Regions from separate parts of the Hordeum vulgare genome. Here region 2 is linked to region 1. A link is a contact called in public Hi-C data. All regions are on one chromosome and are shown on one strand. The core of a region is the stretch at or near the end of the contact, and the rest is flanking DNA. Distances in the headings are between cores, read along the strand shown. Region 1 holds the start of LOC123427990. Region 2 holds the start of LOC123427992 (zinc finger CCCH domain-containing protein 31-like).

Evidence for each region. A called contact is a pair of places that touch in the nucleus more often than the background predicts.
Region 2: a contact with region 1 is called in a Hi-C map of seedling, with 3 times the contacts expected there. The contact joins the promoter of LOC123427992 here to the promoter of LOC123427990 in region 1. A contact is called at or near these places in 3 of 6 Hi-C or Micro-C datasets (leaf and seedling) and 1 of 1 datasets of contacts at active chromatin or transcription factors (embryo).

What each region holds. Positions count from the first base shown.
Region 1 is chr2H:623,515,999-623,523,522 of MorexV3_pseudomolecules_assembly, forward strand. It overlaps LOC123427990, which reads right to left and starts at 3,773. Exons shown (of 4, transcript XM_045112131.1): 1 at 2,979-3,773; 2 at 223-2,644; 3 at 1-55. The coding sequence starts at 3,691. The coding sequence ends at 2,488.
Region 2 is chr2H:623,658,038-623,665,561 of MorexV3_pseudomolecules_assembly, forward strand. It overlaps LOC123427992 (zinc finger CCCH domain-containing protein 31-like), which reads right to left and starts at 3,760. Exons shown (of 3, transcript XM_045112133.1): 1 at 3,585-3,760; 2 at 2,656-2,716; 3 at 914-1,850. The coding sequence starts at 3,660. The coding sequence ends at 1,073. It overlaps LOC123427991 (probable plastid-lipid-associated protein 13, chloroplastic), which reads right to left and starts at 496. Exons shown (of 7, transcript XM_045112132.1): 1 at 185-496. The coding sequence starts at 394.

The DNA.
Region 1 (7,524 bases), core at 2,523-5,022:
GACGAGATCGACGCGGGTGATCGATGATGGTGATGATGGGGACGGGACAGCACACCTACACACGTACAGACTCTAAGAAGTTAATTTAAGTCTAAATTGTACATCTAAATCAAAAGAGCTCTCACATACACACCTACAGTAAAACCCGCAAAACGCTCTACTTCTAGAGCATTTGAAATGAGCTAAACTAGCAGTGAGAGATGAAAGGATGAAGTAGCTAACCTTTTAGAACACTTGTGTAGTTGGTGCACCGTCAAACCTAACAAATCTTGAGGAAAATGGAGCTTGGAGAGGAGAAAGCTTAAGTGTGGCTCGGGCATTTCATCAGACTCCTCATGTGCATGCATATAACGCTGAACGGGGCAAGACATGCACACCTCCCACACGGTCAAAAAACAGAGGAGAGGGTGGGCAGGGACAAGGGTATATATAAACTTCTCTTTGGTACCGATTGGTGGCCAGATCGAGCACAAAAGACGTACCATTAGTTTCGGTTTCACCCACCAATGACCTTTAGCATACTTTCCTTTTTCCCATCGGGGTTTTCTAGAAAACTATATACGGCATATTCATTGTCCTCTAAACTCTATGGATTTTCTCGTATTGAGTTAAAACATACATAACAATTATATGTTACACCACTTTCTCACTATTTTCCTCACTAGGTTTGAAGAAGTTTTAGCAACATAACATACTCGTCATATCAAATACTATATCACTAGGTTTTCCACTGGATTTGATGCAGTTTTCGCAACATATCAAATACTATACCCCTCATATTTTTTTCATAGGGCTTTTGGAGAAGACAAGCAGTGATTAGGGAAAGTGTTAGGATTTAATCACTTACTTGATTAAAGATTAATCCTTTAACTAATCCCCCACATGTGGTTGCCATTTTCGGAACCGACAATACAGTTCCTCACGTCTGTTCGAACAGACGGTAAATGTCAGAAACTAAGAATGCAAACATGTCATATGAAAACACTTTGAAACTTATCTAGCTGAAACGGTAATGCAGGGACAACAACACAAAGAAGTTTTCGTTGCTCCCTATTGCTCACCACAACACTTCAAGTAAAACACCAACCAAAAAAATCTGGAAATAAACACAATTGTTTAAACCCCGAATTGGTAATAGGTGAACAGAATTTTAGAAAGAAACCTGGAATAAAAGATATTAAAACGGGCGGAGACTGGGGCTGCCTGAAACCAGGCCTACAAGGAGTCTCTTGACAGAGAGATTTCAACACTAATCGTGGCACTCGGTTTGAAAGGACAATGTGAAGCGAAAATTCCAGACTCTAGTTCAAGCCTGCACCACCCATACGGTGGTGGAGTCCATGCATATTGGAACAGAGGATGGGAATCTCAAACCTGATAGATACAAGATCTAGGCTTCAAAGAGTGTTGTGATCATTCAACATATGCAGATATATGCTTTCAATCCTTACTACCAAATGTGCCACACTCACACCGCAGAGACCATACATAGGATTGTAACAGGCTAACAGTCACTGCTTAATTCTGAAGGAAACTGACAATACAGGAAACTGTGTTCAGACTGAACTTGTTCTCAAAGTCCATACCTTCCAATTTTCATTGGTAAACTGACAATACAGGAAACTATGTTCTGTTAGTTCATCACGAAGCATTCCTTCACAATACAGAAAGGAACAACATGGGAAAGATTTATATGCTGCCCGCACTGAACAAACACAAGCCTGGACTATTGATGGTGTTTACGCCATTTTTTCAGAGAAAAAAAGGCTGGACTGTCGACGATGCGTAGAAAACAAAAGATTGACATGCTCTACCAACTAAAAGGTTTCTTTGTTCTTCTGAACGTAAAACAACCAATAAGCCCTTCACTGGTAGCAGCACGAGCGAGATTATATGCGGCCCACACTGAATAAACAGAGCCTGGACGATTGCTGGTGCTCATTGGATTTTCAGAGAAAAAGATTCTGGATGGTCGAGAACAAAAAAAATTGACATGTTCTACCTAGTAAAAGGTTTCTTGTACATCTAAATGTACATCTACCACTAAGCTCTTTACCAGTAATGGTAGAAATCAGTATCAAGCATGTTTGCAAAGTTAATTAGCACTGGTGATGAAATGGTTGTACCAGCAGGCAGATAGTCAACGAATTATGCTACTAACAACATCCGGAATGCCTACGGGATGTGTGTACGAGAAGAGGAGTATTACCAATTCGGTGTACTAGTACATTAGAAAACGAGCTTTCTTTCCTTTTTGAAAACGTGTTGTTCGATAGTTGCTACCAAAATTTTCTACTCCATGGCTTTAATAATTGTCCATTGGCCAGGTTGGTGTGCCGCCGATGAAAGGCAGATAGTATCATAGAAGAACACGGAAAATGCAGGTGTTCCTCTGAATTTTTCACCTACCGGTTCCAATACCTGGGGCAGGGGCCGTCGCTGCGATCTTTCTCCCAGACCGACCGGAACTGCAGGTTGATCAATCGATCAGGCCAACAGGCACACCGTGGTGCAGGGATGCAGCCAATGGAGATCAATTGGCCGGCACCAGTTTCCAGTCGAGATCGACGACGAGATGGCATGCATCATCGGCGTTTCCCGGGGCTCTGTTTCGCTTAGCATCACGGCAGTGGCCTTCCTCTGCCTGAGGCAGCACCGGAAATATCAGCAACAAGTTTCATCAAATTGAAATTCGTTGCAAATAATCCTTCTCATGTATATAAAGGGGAAACAGAGGAAACTGCAAGTAATAATACTGCAATATACGCAGCGCACATGAAAAAGATGGTCGCACTTTCAGAAAAAGGAAAGATCAAACGTGGATATATACAATTTCGAGTTAATTTCTACATCAACTTTTCGTGAAACGGAATTTCTACATGATAGAACTGCCAATTATGTACAGGTTGTTTTTTTCCATTTTTGCAATTAGCACAGAATGAATGAATGAATGAAAACTCGATTCAATTCATTCGTACCTTGCACGCTTCCTCGAGGTCGCTTCGTCGTCGTCCTCGCCAGCAGCATCGTCGAAGTAGTCGTCGGAGACGAGGTCCTCACCAGCAGTCGCCGGCTGGAGGTAACCGTCGCCCGCAACAACGAGATCTCCGAAGAAGTAGTCATTGATGACGAGATCCTTCCCTGGGGTCGCCGGCTCGGTGTAACCGTCGTCGACATCGCCGAAGAAGTGGTCGTCGGCGGCAAACTCCTCCGCTGCAATCGACGGCTCAACGTAGCCGCCGTCCGCAAGATCGCCGAAGAAGTGGTCGTCGGGGGCAGGATCCTTCGCCGCAAACAGCCCTCCGGCCTCCCCGTCATCCTGCAAGAGAAACCTCTCCAGATCGGTCACGTAGACCGACATCTCGCCATCGTCGCGATCCACCAACGACGACCCTGACGACAGAGGCGGCGCGCCGTCGTCCGTCACCACGGAGTCCGGCGAGCTCTCCCTCCCCCCTTCGCCACCATCACCTTCACCGTCACGATCAGAACCCAAATCCAAACGCAAACCGTCATCCTTATTGTCCACGGCGGGCAGCAAGCGCTCGCCCTTGCCCTCGCCGCCGCAGAACTCGGTGAGGTCCATGCCCAGCAGGTCGAAGTCGAAGTCCAAGTCGAAGCACTCGAACCCGTCCATAAAACCCAGGTCGAAGTCGAGATCCTCGACGTCACCCAACGCGGCGGCGTCCATGGCGCGAGTACGTACGTACGCCGACGAAGGTTGGGTCGACGATGTAGCGCGCCCCTGGAAGGGAGTGGACGTTTTTCAAATCAGAAGATTGGGAGGACGTCAATCAGGGGAGGGTGGTTTTATATGGAAGAGGGGCGGTGGAGAAGTGGTCGTGGTCGGAGTCGGAGTCGGTGTCGGTTCGTGGCGCGCGCGGTTTCTTCCCGAACAAGGAAGGTTCGGCCGGGAAGTTTCCTTTCCTTGCGGCCGCTGCGGGAGGAACCGATCGGGAGAGCGCGACGTGGGGAATTTGACTCTTCGTGTGGCCGTTTGGATGTGGTGGTGGAGTCGTGAGCGGGGTGGATTGATTCGGTATGGTGCGTCGACGGTGCAGATCGATCGAGATGCATGCTTGGCAGTTTCCTCTGGAGGTTTCTCGACTCCCTGCGTGACGCGGCACCGCGTGGAGGTACGAATTTTGCGGGAATGTAGATTGCGACGTGCGCTGCTATCTTTGGAAGAAAACGAGTATGCGTTGCACCGGGCTATAAAAAATGCAGAACTTATTTATTTTATCATTAAATGTTAAATGTAAATTACAATGTTAAATTAAAACATCTATTTTTGACGGAAGGAGTTCCTTTTAAAGTTTTAAAATATAATGTAATGCTTACATAAAAATTGGATTAGTTTTTTAATAATAATTATCATTTTTATTGAGTGGTAATAATGTTTTTTTAGGGTAATAGCATTTTTGTGTACAACATATTTTCAAAAAAATAAATTGAACAACATATATTTTAAAAAAATTGCACAACTTGCTAAGCTCTTGCGAGTGAGCTGCTCTGAGCGTAGACACCAAGCCTCCACACGAGACACAAAGCGCGTCCTCCGGAGCACTTTCATCATCTTCTTCTAAAAAAAGTTCTCCTCATCTTCTTGTCAAACAAAAAAAAAGTTGTCCTTATCTCTTCACTTTGTTCCCGTCACCTCCCGCCATTCCAATGGTGGCCACCCCGTTACTTCCATTCCTTGTGGAGTTGAGCTCTCGATGTACCTCCAATGGTGGCCGCCCCTTGCCGTTCATCCCCTCCGCTGGCACGAGGCCACATGACTTATGAATTTGGCATGCTTTCTTTTGAATGTCGGGTTCTCACAACGATATCAACATGCTTCAACAATCTCGAGTGTTCAAAAGGCTTTGCAACGGGAAATCACCGTCGTCGTGTTACTACATCGTCAACGGTCGAAACTACAGCATGGTATACTATCTTAGCGATGACATCTATCCTTAATATGGCATCAATGCAGTAACAAATTGACCGCCAGCCAACGAGGGATTGGATTGCATGTCAACAAAACATATCCTAATATGTGGCATTAGTAATCTTCATTTAACATTCATTCCAGTACATCAATGGAGCTGGATGGAGTTAAATTATCTAACAAAATAATTCCCAGGAGTAGTTGAATAGAGACAGACTACTTTCTGGGAAAGTCCAATGAAGGGAGGACCATTTCAATGTTAAAAAGGATGTATTCAGATCTTAATTAATACTCCCTCCTATCAAAAATAAGTGGGGTACAGCACTTATTTCCAACCAGCGGGAATAGAACACTTAACACTGCATAAAGCTGTAAACTCACCTTCCATGCACGTCATTGCCACCACTTGCTCCTCCAGGCCCATCTACGTTATCACCACCTGCACCTGCATCTTGTTGTTTCTCAGTCTCCCTCTGCTCACGGTCTTCCATGTCAGTCAATTCCTTATGGAATATTGCAAAATTCAGAACTTGCAGTGCAGCACCAACATCAATTCTCAGAACCTGCAACAAGATACAGGTCATGTCACTATATTTTCTCAAGGAAAAATATCATGTGTCTGCTATCCTTCAAAATAATGAATGCAGCTATTTCCAAAAATAGAACGGCAACATAATTTTTTAAACAAGCATCACAAGCACTTTGCTTGTCTAGATAGTTGTTGTAGGTAACTTGCTTTGGTAATTGGATTTGTATGGAGCAAAATACCTCATGTCTCAGTTTCATCTTTGCATGGGCAGTACATAGACGAATTATTGTTTCCATTGTCCTGGCAGCGGGAGTAAAATTACCTCACCAACCTGTTTTAGTCACTGAAAATTGCATGATTATGTTAATCGTGTTCAGACTCATCTACATAAACTCTAGTTTAGTTCAAATTATTAAATCTGACATTGCTTTGAAATAATCAAAAGTATTGTTAGCTTTCCATCACAACAATCTATAAATAATAAGCTTCGACAGCAGATAATTACAATAAAAATAGGATGTATGTCGTCATCGAGCACCTTTAGATGAAGGACCTCTAAGCCGTGCCATCTATTCTGCTCTCTTCCTCTATAGCCGGAGGCCACCGTGCACTTCACTCACGACCGCCATCGCGCCATCCGAGTAGATTCTGCGTGCGCTGCCCTGCTGGCGGACAGCTGCAGCGGGTTAACAAACAAGATAGAATACATGAATATTTCACAAGCTATAGGGTTCCATGAAATGAAAGCATCAAATCAGATTTAACAACTTGCTACTTGCTTTCTGAATTGTTCAGTGTCCTCCTTGTGTATTTGACTGATGACATGTTGAATTCAAAAGGTCACTCGAGAGCAGCTACACAATTGACCAACAACTAAGCTCACATTTGTTTGATGAAGCTACATAACTTTACGTGCACCTACTAACTTTATTACCCTCGTGATCAAGTGTTACTTTCCCTAGTTGATTAACATGGCACAAATGCCACCCCTTTTTCGAACAACTAAATATGCAATGAATAGACATTTCAAATACATCAATAGAAACACAGACAACCATAAATGAACTTACTACAGAGCATGACCTTTTTCAGAGTGGTTGAACTCCGTTCATGGAGTCACAATGAATTGAAGCCTGCTCGTCCCTCCATGTTTGTTCAGATTGACACAAAAGAATACACCAAGCATCACCCATCCGTTTAAACCTAGCACACACGGGACAATGGTATTAATCTCTCATACAATCACGACAATCTGCATATGTTAGCAAAAATAAATGCAATCAACATCAGTAGCAATAATCAATAAAAATAGCTAAAAATAATGTCTCTTTGCAGGAGCACCAAAAGCATGAAAGAACATCACACATAAGTATATAGTTGATCTAAATCATAGCTCCATGTACACCAAAATTGCCCCAAGTAGCGCAAAGAATGAAGAATGGAACACACAGCAACATGATACAGTACAAATCCCCAACTGAACCCCTCCATCTCTCTGTATAATATTCCACAGCCGAACCCCGCAATCTCTCACATCTCTATGCCCCCCAATTATTTTAAACCAATAGTCAGTTCCCCTTCTTTTCATGATGTAATAGCATTCAAAAACCAAGATGCAATAGTGCCATGGGATTGGGTTTAGGGAAAGGCTTGGTCGGTAACATGATACAGTACAAATCCCCAACTGAACCCCTCCATCTCTCTGTATAATATTCCACAGCCGAACCCCGCAATCTCTCACATCTCTATGCCCCCCCAATTATTTTAAACCAATAGTCAGTTCCCCTTCTTTTCATGATGTAATAGCATTCAAAAACCAAGATGCAATAGTGCCATGGTATTGGGTTTAGGGAAAGGCTTGGTCGGTATTTCGGGATAGGAAGGCGAGGATGCAAGGAGGATGCGAAGGAATTGTAAAAAAAAATCCATGGAAGGTAGCAGCTTCCCTGCCGGAGGCCCGAGGCCAGCACTTCCTATCCAAATTTTGTGCGGATGGAAGTTGGGGGGAGTGCTTTGCATCCTTGTTGGGGCAGGGGAGGATGGACCACGCCATGGCTGGCCT
Region 2 (7,524 bases), core at 2,510-5,009, 140 kb after region 1:
CTCGTCAATCAAATCGACAGCCGTGCAAAAACAGAGTGTCGGTGTGCACAATCGGCTTATTGAGAAACTAATAATCAGATCGACAGCTGCACTGGGCAGTGGATACGGTTCGTATGGACCAGTACGGGGCAGACCATGGCCATTCGTTCTGCGAGGAAGGGGAACGGGAGAGGGGAAGGCTCACGGCGAGGAGGAGGGACTCCTTGGCGGAGAGGCGCTCCATCTCCCGGGCGTAGCTGGCGGCGGGGCCGCCCTGGAACTGCGCCGTGGCCCTGCAGCGGCACCTGGCGGCGCGGCGGGGCGTGAGGCGCAGCCGGCCGTCGCGGCGGCCGCGGACGGCGGGCATCAGCGGAGGGGAGGCCGGGGCGAGCGTCGCGGCTGCGGCGGCGGCCATGCCGGAGGAGGCGACTTTGGCGTGCGTGAGCCGAGGGGAGGAGAGAGGAGCTCGAGATGTCGTGGTGCTGCTGGAAGCGCTGTGCTGTGTAGGCCAGAGGCCAGTCCACGTAGAAACAAAGAGAGAGATGACCATCAGAGGCGAAACCTGGTCCCACGTGTCATTGACAGCACTGGCATATACAGCACTTCAAAAGTCAAAACTTTTTATGTTTGACCAAGTTTGTACAAGAAATATCAAGATCTACGATGGGAACCAAATAAATAAATATGAAGAATAGCTTATGATGAATCTAGATACTAACTCCGTATTTGGCAGATTTTGCTATTTTTCTCAATAGACTTGATCAAACCGGATAAAATGCCAGAAAACTGACTTGAGAATTGCCAGAGAATTCCGTGACTCGTCTGGTGACAACACAGCTGGATAATCACCACGGACTGCTGAAGCTACAGCCGAATAAAACGCAAGTATAAAACTCAAAAGGTGACTAACTACACTGCAATCACAGCAAGAGCGTCCGGAAGCATATTCCATTCGAAAAAGCTGAATCTAAATCACAATCCATGGAACCAAATACAACAGGCCTAACCACCTAGAGCCAACAGCAAGGGAGAACAGAATAGTCACAGTAGCAGCACAAGAAGGAGCTGAGGATCCACCGCAGCAGCGGTGTCATCAGACGGCGGCACCCTTCCGCTGTTCGGTCTCGCCATGGGCAAAGTGGCAGCGCTCGCCAAACGTGCAGGTACCCTTGAGGAAGTTCTCGCATATCTTGGTCTTGTAGTTGCTCCTGCCGCCAGGCCCTCCGCCACCACCGCCTCGGCCTGCTGGTGCCGCTGCGCCGGCAGGGTTCTTGGACGGCATGCTGGCGCTGATGCTGCCAATGAGATCGCGCACCATGTCGTTGGCCTGCTTTATCTGGTCAAAACTGCCTTCGAGCTCAATGTTCTTCAAGTCTGGGTTTGATTCGTGGTCGCGTATCGAGAGCTTGACCCCCGTGACACGGCAGATCTGCTTCGTGTTGACCCCACCCTTCCCGATTATGCCTCCGGCGAGAGCGGCATCGACACTGACCTTGCAGGTAGACGAGGCGCCAAAGTTTCCGGCTGGAGGGCCCATCGAAGCTGGAGGAGGTGGTTCGTGTCGACCTCCATATCGACCACCCGTAGGAGGTGCGTAGGAACTTTCCTGGGACATGTAGGAGGATGGTGGCCTGCCAAGCTCCCTCTCACCATGGGCGAAATGGCACTTGTCACCAAACTTGCAGCCTTCTGCAGTGTTGTACTTGGTGCACATGCGTGTTTTGACACCAGAAGCAGCATGATCTGCAGGAGTTCTTGACGGTGCAGACACAGCAGCATGGCCTAGGTTGTGTGATTTTGATACTGCCTGGTACCCACCAGGGACAAAGTGCGCGAAGTGACAGCCCTCACCAAAGGGGCACCCAATAGTGCTGCATCATTCAAAACAATACAGATTATGTACTGATCTTGAAATAACAAATAAAGTAAGTAATGATAGCTGAATGAGCAATGAGAACTGAGCAAACTTAAGAGAGCTGTTACAAAGGACGGCTGTAGTGCTGTATACCAAGACAGAAGAATTCTCATAACAAGATAACAGTGCTATCAAATGCGGAAGATCACATGTACTCCCTCTGTAAAGAAATATAAGAACGTTTAGATCACTAAAGTAGTGATCTAAACGCTCTTATATTACTTTACGGAGGGAGTATTACATTGTTATTGTTATCAATGCAAATGGCCCCAAATTGACATAATAACAGAAACATAATTGTAAAGTTGCATCAAATCCTGTCTAATAATTTTCAGTATACAGGAATCCAGGCAGGTGCAAGATTCAGCCAAGATCCACAGTATATGTATGTGCTTATTAAAAGGATGCTTTCATTACTCAACATTACTAAGCCATGTTAGTGCAGACTCAATTACCAAGACTTATAATGGAGAAGGAGAAGGCCCTATCTAGAGAACAAAAAAAAAACATGCAACAACTGCTGATTGAGGTATAGTTATTATCTTATTTATTTAAACGCTATGAAAGAAAAATATTAAATGTATCTACTTTGATCATTTGGCAACATTGCGGTGCATGAATTACAATTTGAAACAATTAGTACAACTTCTGCACCAAAAATAAAAGTAGCAGGGGAGAATTTAATTCTTAACTGTAATACACAGTAAAAAAAATTAGAAGGTACCATTCTGATGTTATTTTGGATAGGTTAAGATTTGAACCTGAAAAACTTGGTGCAAGGCTTCGATTTGCTTGATAGACCAGTTTGTTGTGACTCCGATTCTGTTGCATCAAATTAATTACATTTTTCCACTTGTTAGAAGTTGCATTGGTGATCTTCTATTCAAGTATAAACATAGGAGTGTACAATTTGTCTCCAATAAATGTGATGAATGAACATAATTTTAGATAAGATGAAGATGATATTCGATGGTGCTTATCCTGCAGAAAATGGTTATGGTTACACCCACACTGCACATTGTTGAAACACGATAACTAGAAATAGATCATATCATTCATGAATGGTGATTAAAATGTGTTGCCATGTTTCTTTTCTTGCAATGGGGTCCTCCAATTCCATTTTGATCAAAAAGCAGGTGCTTCGCATTTCCAAATCTGTTTCCCCATCACCATCACCATCACCTTCCCCACGTGTTCTTTCCTTCTTTTGAAAGAAACCTCATCTTGATCAACTTTTTAAGTACGTCCCGCTCTTAGATGAGTTGGTTCAGACATCGTTTGTCAAGCTGTTTTTTTCTGTACTTGATAGGCATTTCATTACGGTACCAGACACGATGCGGATGGGCTTTAATTCCACTCCACTGCATGGAGCTGTACCGGCGCGAAGAGGGCGTCCGCTGGATTTGACATAATTATCAACCTACCACGGGGATTTGCCGGCACTACAGCATGGATACCTCCGCACATGAACACACTGCTGTCAGGCAAGATGCAGGCGAATCTCATCTAACAGGAGCTAACGGCACGACACCCTCGCCCGCTCAACGCTCGCGGAACAAACCCTGGAGATACCCCAGAGAGCGCCGAGGCTGCAGATCCAGCGGCAGGAGCCACACGACGGGACGAGACCTAGAAAGCGTATGCGGGGGGCCGGGGCGGGGAGGGGAGGGATGGGAAAGCGACGCGTTACCTCTCGAGCGCTTCCCGCCTGCGGCGCCTCCGTTGGCGGACTCCGGCCGGGATCTCTTGCGGGCGGCGGCATCCATGGCGAGCCCTCCGCGTCGAGGTGGAAACCCTAGCTTGCGATTTCGCGGAGGCGGGGTGGGGCGCGGCGGAGGGAGGGAGGAAGAGGCCAAGTGCGAAATCGCTTCGGTCGAGTTAACGGCCAGAGTCGTGGGTTGGGTTGGGTGTGCAGGTGGCTCTTGCGGTGGCTGGGCCTTATAAGCCCAGGTTTTGGGGCTCGGCCCTCCAGCCGGATTGGGGGTCCGGCTCCGACGGGAATTCCCATTCCGGCCCAGTTACGTGGACGCTCCTGAGCTCGATTTTCTCAACCAAAAATAAAATAATAAAAACTCAGCTCAAGGCGGCAAAGAGATTATTCTTTGGGGTTAATTTGATAAATTCCACTTGAATACTGGTGATTCCAAAAAAATCCACTGCAAATTCCTTAGAACTCACAACTGTATTGGGTGTGTTGGGGACACTAGAAACTACTAATATTTGCTTGTAGGATTGTTTGAGAAATAACCATCTTCATCCTACACCTCTCATGGATTCATAAACGTTAGGTCATCCACTTGGGGAAAATTTGTTGTTGTCCTACAAAACAATGTGCTTCGAGGCTCAACTAAGTCTATAATGATATACCATTAGAAGAAGTCAAGAGGGTCGCTTGCGAAGCATTGAGGGCTCTGAGGACAAGGTTGTGCATGCTCGACAACACCATCACCTTCAGCGAGATAGACTGCTCAACATGTTTTCCATACCTCGGACAGTTATCATTGGTGGGCTTGCCCATTGTAACGACCAAACCTCGAAGGATTTGAGTCTCTGTGCTTTACTGTGCTAGTCCCTGGATCGACTCGCTAGCACCCACAGTATAGATGAAAACCAGAATAGCAAGTCCATCATTTATAATAACGTATGATCCAGAATTTATAAAATATAACAATCTGCATAGCACTTAGCTAGCTTTATACTAATAAACAGCGGAAAAGTAGCAGAATAATAACGATGAGTCCCATCATAGCCCACTGGCGATGTTGACTGAAGACTCGCGACCCTAACGGTACCTTACTCCTCGTCTGAATATCCTGCAACATGATATGTTGCAGCCATATAGGTCAATACTTTGAATGTATTGACAATTTACACAGGAAAAATAATATAACAGACCTACATGTATATGCATAGTATAACAAAAGAAAGGCTGATGGTTATTTTGCAGAAAGCTGATTTTATCCTCATAGCTACCTAATAGTCAAGTTTTAATTTGTTTGCTACAATAACTCACATATGGTTGAATTGGCATCTCCAACTCCAACCTATCACCATTGTTAAGTTTCCCATCAAGTTTTATTAAGTGTGTCATCTGTCAAGATCATCCAACAACTGTAATGGCCTAGCTGCTCAAAATTGTCCATAACCGGGGACACGGCTAATCATGATTAGTTTATACACTCTGCAGAGGTTAGTACGCTGTACCCACTGGAGCCAACCCGAAGATTGAGACGAAGTCTTTCAGAAGCAGTCACCTAGTCCCACAGGAGGCCCATCCCACCTATCATAGCTACATCAGCTGGCACATCCGGGTAAGGTTTCCACGACTGATCAACTAAGCCAGAGCCCATAATAGCCAGTGGTCGCACAGGGAAGCTACTAGTCACTAAGTCTGTTTGATCTTTTTGAACCTGGGCGGCATTCCACTTACATTCAGAGGGTAGAAACCATGATGTTCTTGAAACCACCCAGCAATACCATATCCGCCCAAAGGTGTATTATATCCTGAATTACTACTCAATTTATTTTGTAGTAATCCTCACATAAACTCAATGAATACAGAAACCAATCCCCGTCTACATAGCATAGCAAAATATATCTAACACGATCTTCAATGACGAGGGGATATAGCTCAATAGCATAGCAATAATAATCTTCCTATACATGCATAATTCTCATAGGGTGATATAATACTACATGCATAGAAAAATAATAGGTAAAGGATGATCAACATGTAACTTGCCTTGATTCTGGTTCAGAAGGTCACACTCCTGACAATAGTTTGCGTCGCACTCCGCACAATCTACACGTTGCAAACAATCACACCAATCAATCACCACAATCAAATAACACCAAATAAAATCATCGGCAATAAAACAACTTGTTTAAAACCAAAGCATAAATAGCATGGCAGCAGGTATAAAATCATCTACATGCTGATACGATGACAACGCAAAAAAGAATCAACTAAACCGGATGAACGGTTTGCAAAATATGGCCTCCGGTAGGTTCAAATAATCTGTTTTAACAAAAAATTAATTTTCGTAAAACTGAAAACTACTGGTTCTAACATGTTCTACTCATCAATACGAGATCACGGGAAAAAGAATTTCCTGAACCGGAGTTACGAGTAAAAAGATAAACGCGTTTCAAAATTATACCGAGAATCTGACAGAGCTAAAACAGATTAAAAACAGATTGAATTTCGTCATGAAGTTGTTCATCAGGGTCTGATGAATCGCTCGTGCGTGCGTTCTCACCACGAACAGCGGGGGAAAACGGAACCGTCTCGGTGTGGCTCCTCCGATGATGCTCCGGTGGCGGTCGAACGGACTCCGGTGACGGCGGCTCCGCGAACTCCGACGAACACGGACGAACTCGGACGTGCGCGTCGTTGCTCCGCGGTGCTCGAGGCTGCTGTGGTGCGAGGCGGCGGCGCTGTGCGAATCGGAAGCAGGGGCTTCTGTTCTTGGGGCTTCGGTCCCTGGGACTTATTCCCACGCCAGGAGGAGTCCAGCTCGGGATGGAATACGGGTGCGGCTCGGTTCCTGGAGCCTGGGAACTTGACGCGAGGCACCTGCGAGGTGGGGCTGGCTGGCTCGTGGGAGCCTCTCGTGGCTGGGGCTGCTAGCGCTAGCGCCTGGCTCGCTGGCAAGCGTGGCTGGGCTGAGCCTGGCCTCTCGGTCAACACCTGGGATGGGGACCAGGCTGCTAGCCTTGTTGGTGCGTGGGGTGCTGTCACCTGGGAGTTGGCTCGTTGGGTGTTGGTGGCCCTCGCTCGCTAGGATACATGCGGTCTGGCCCAGTTTTTTTTTTCTTTCTAAAAGTAAAATATATAAAAATAAAAAAGTATTAAAATAATATATATATATATATATATATTTAAAGAAAAACAAACAGAGAAAATAATAACGATAAAATACGTATACAAAAATACATACGTATGTATATTAAAACCAAACGCATATAGTAATATATATTTATAGGTATATATAGATACATATATTAAAATCTAATATAGATCTATATATAAGTATAAAATAAATATCCTAATAAATAATAAAGGAACCTAGTTTCACCTAATGCAATATTTTGAAAATATTTTTAATGCAATTGGCCACGCAAATAGCATTTGAAAACTTAACTAAAGATAATTTTGAACATTATAAAATTTGCAAAACCAAGTCGGAACTCCAAAATAATATTCAAAACGTTATGCACTTTAATTTGACACGGGAGAAGTCATATTATCTCCACTCAAATAAATTGCCCGAAGTTGCAAAATGAATAAAATTCTCAGAAGAGCAAAAAAATGCATAAAAATATGAGATGCATATGAATGATCTATTAACATCCGAATTTAGGAAAATTGGGATGTTACACCCGTCATCGGAAGCATGCAGGTCCATATGGTGCTCATCAATGGAGGGAGATCTCAAAGCTTCATTACCGCAAATATGTTGGATCAAATGTAGAGCCTGAGGGAGGAGATCGAGCACACTTTGAAACCATTTCATGGGATCAACCAAGGGCTAAAATATGCACATGTGACACTGATCACACTACTCGTGGTCTTCGTCTAGGGGAGGGGGGACTTCAGACGAGAAGTTTGCACTTTCATAGTCATCAAA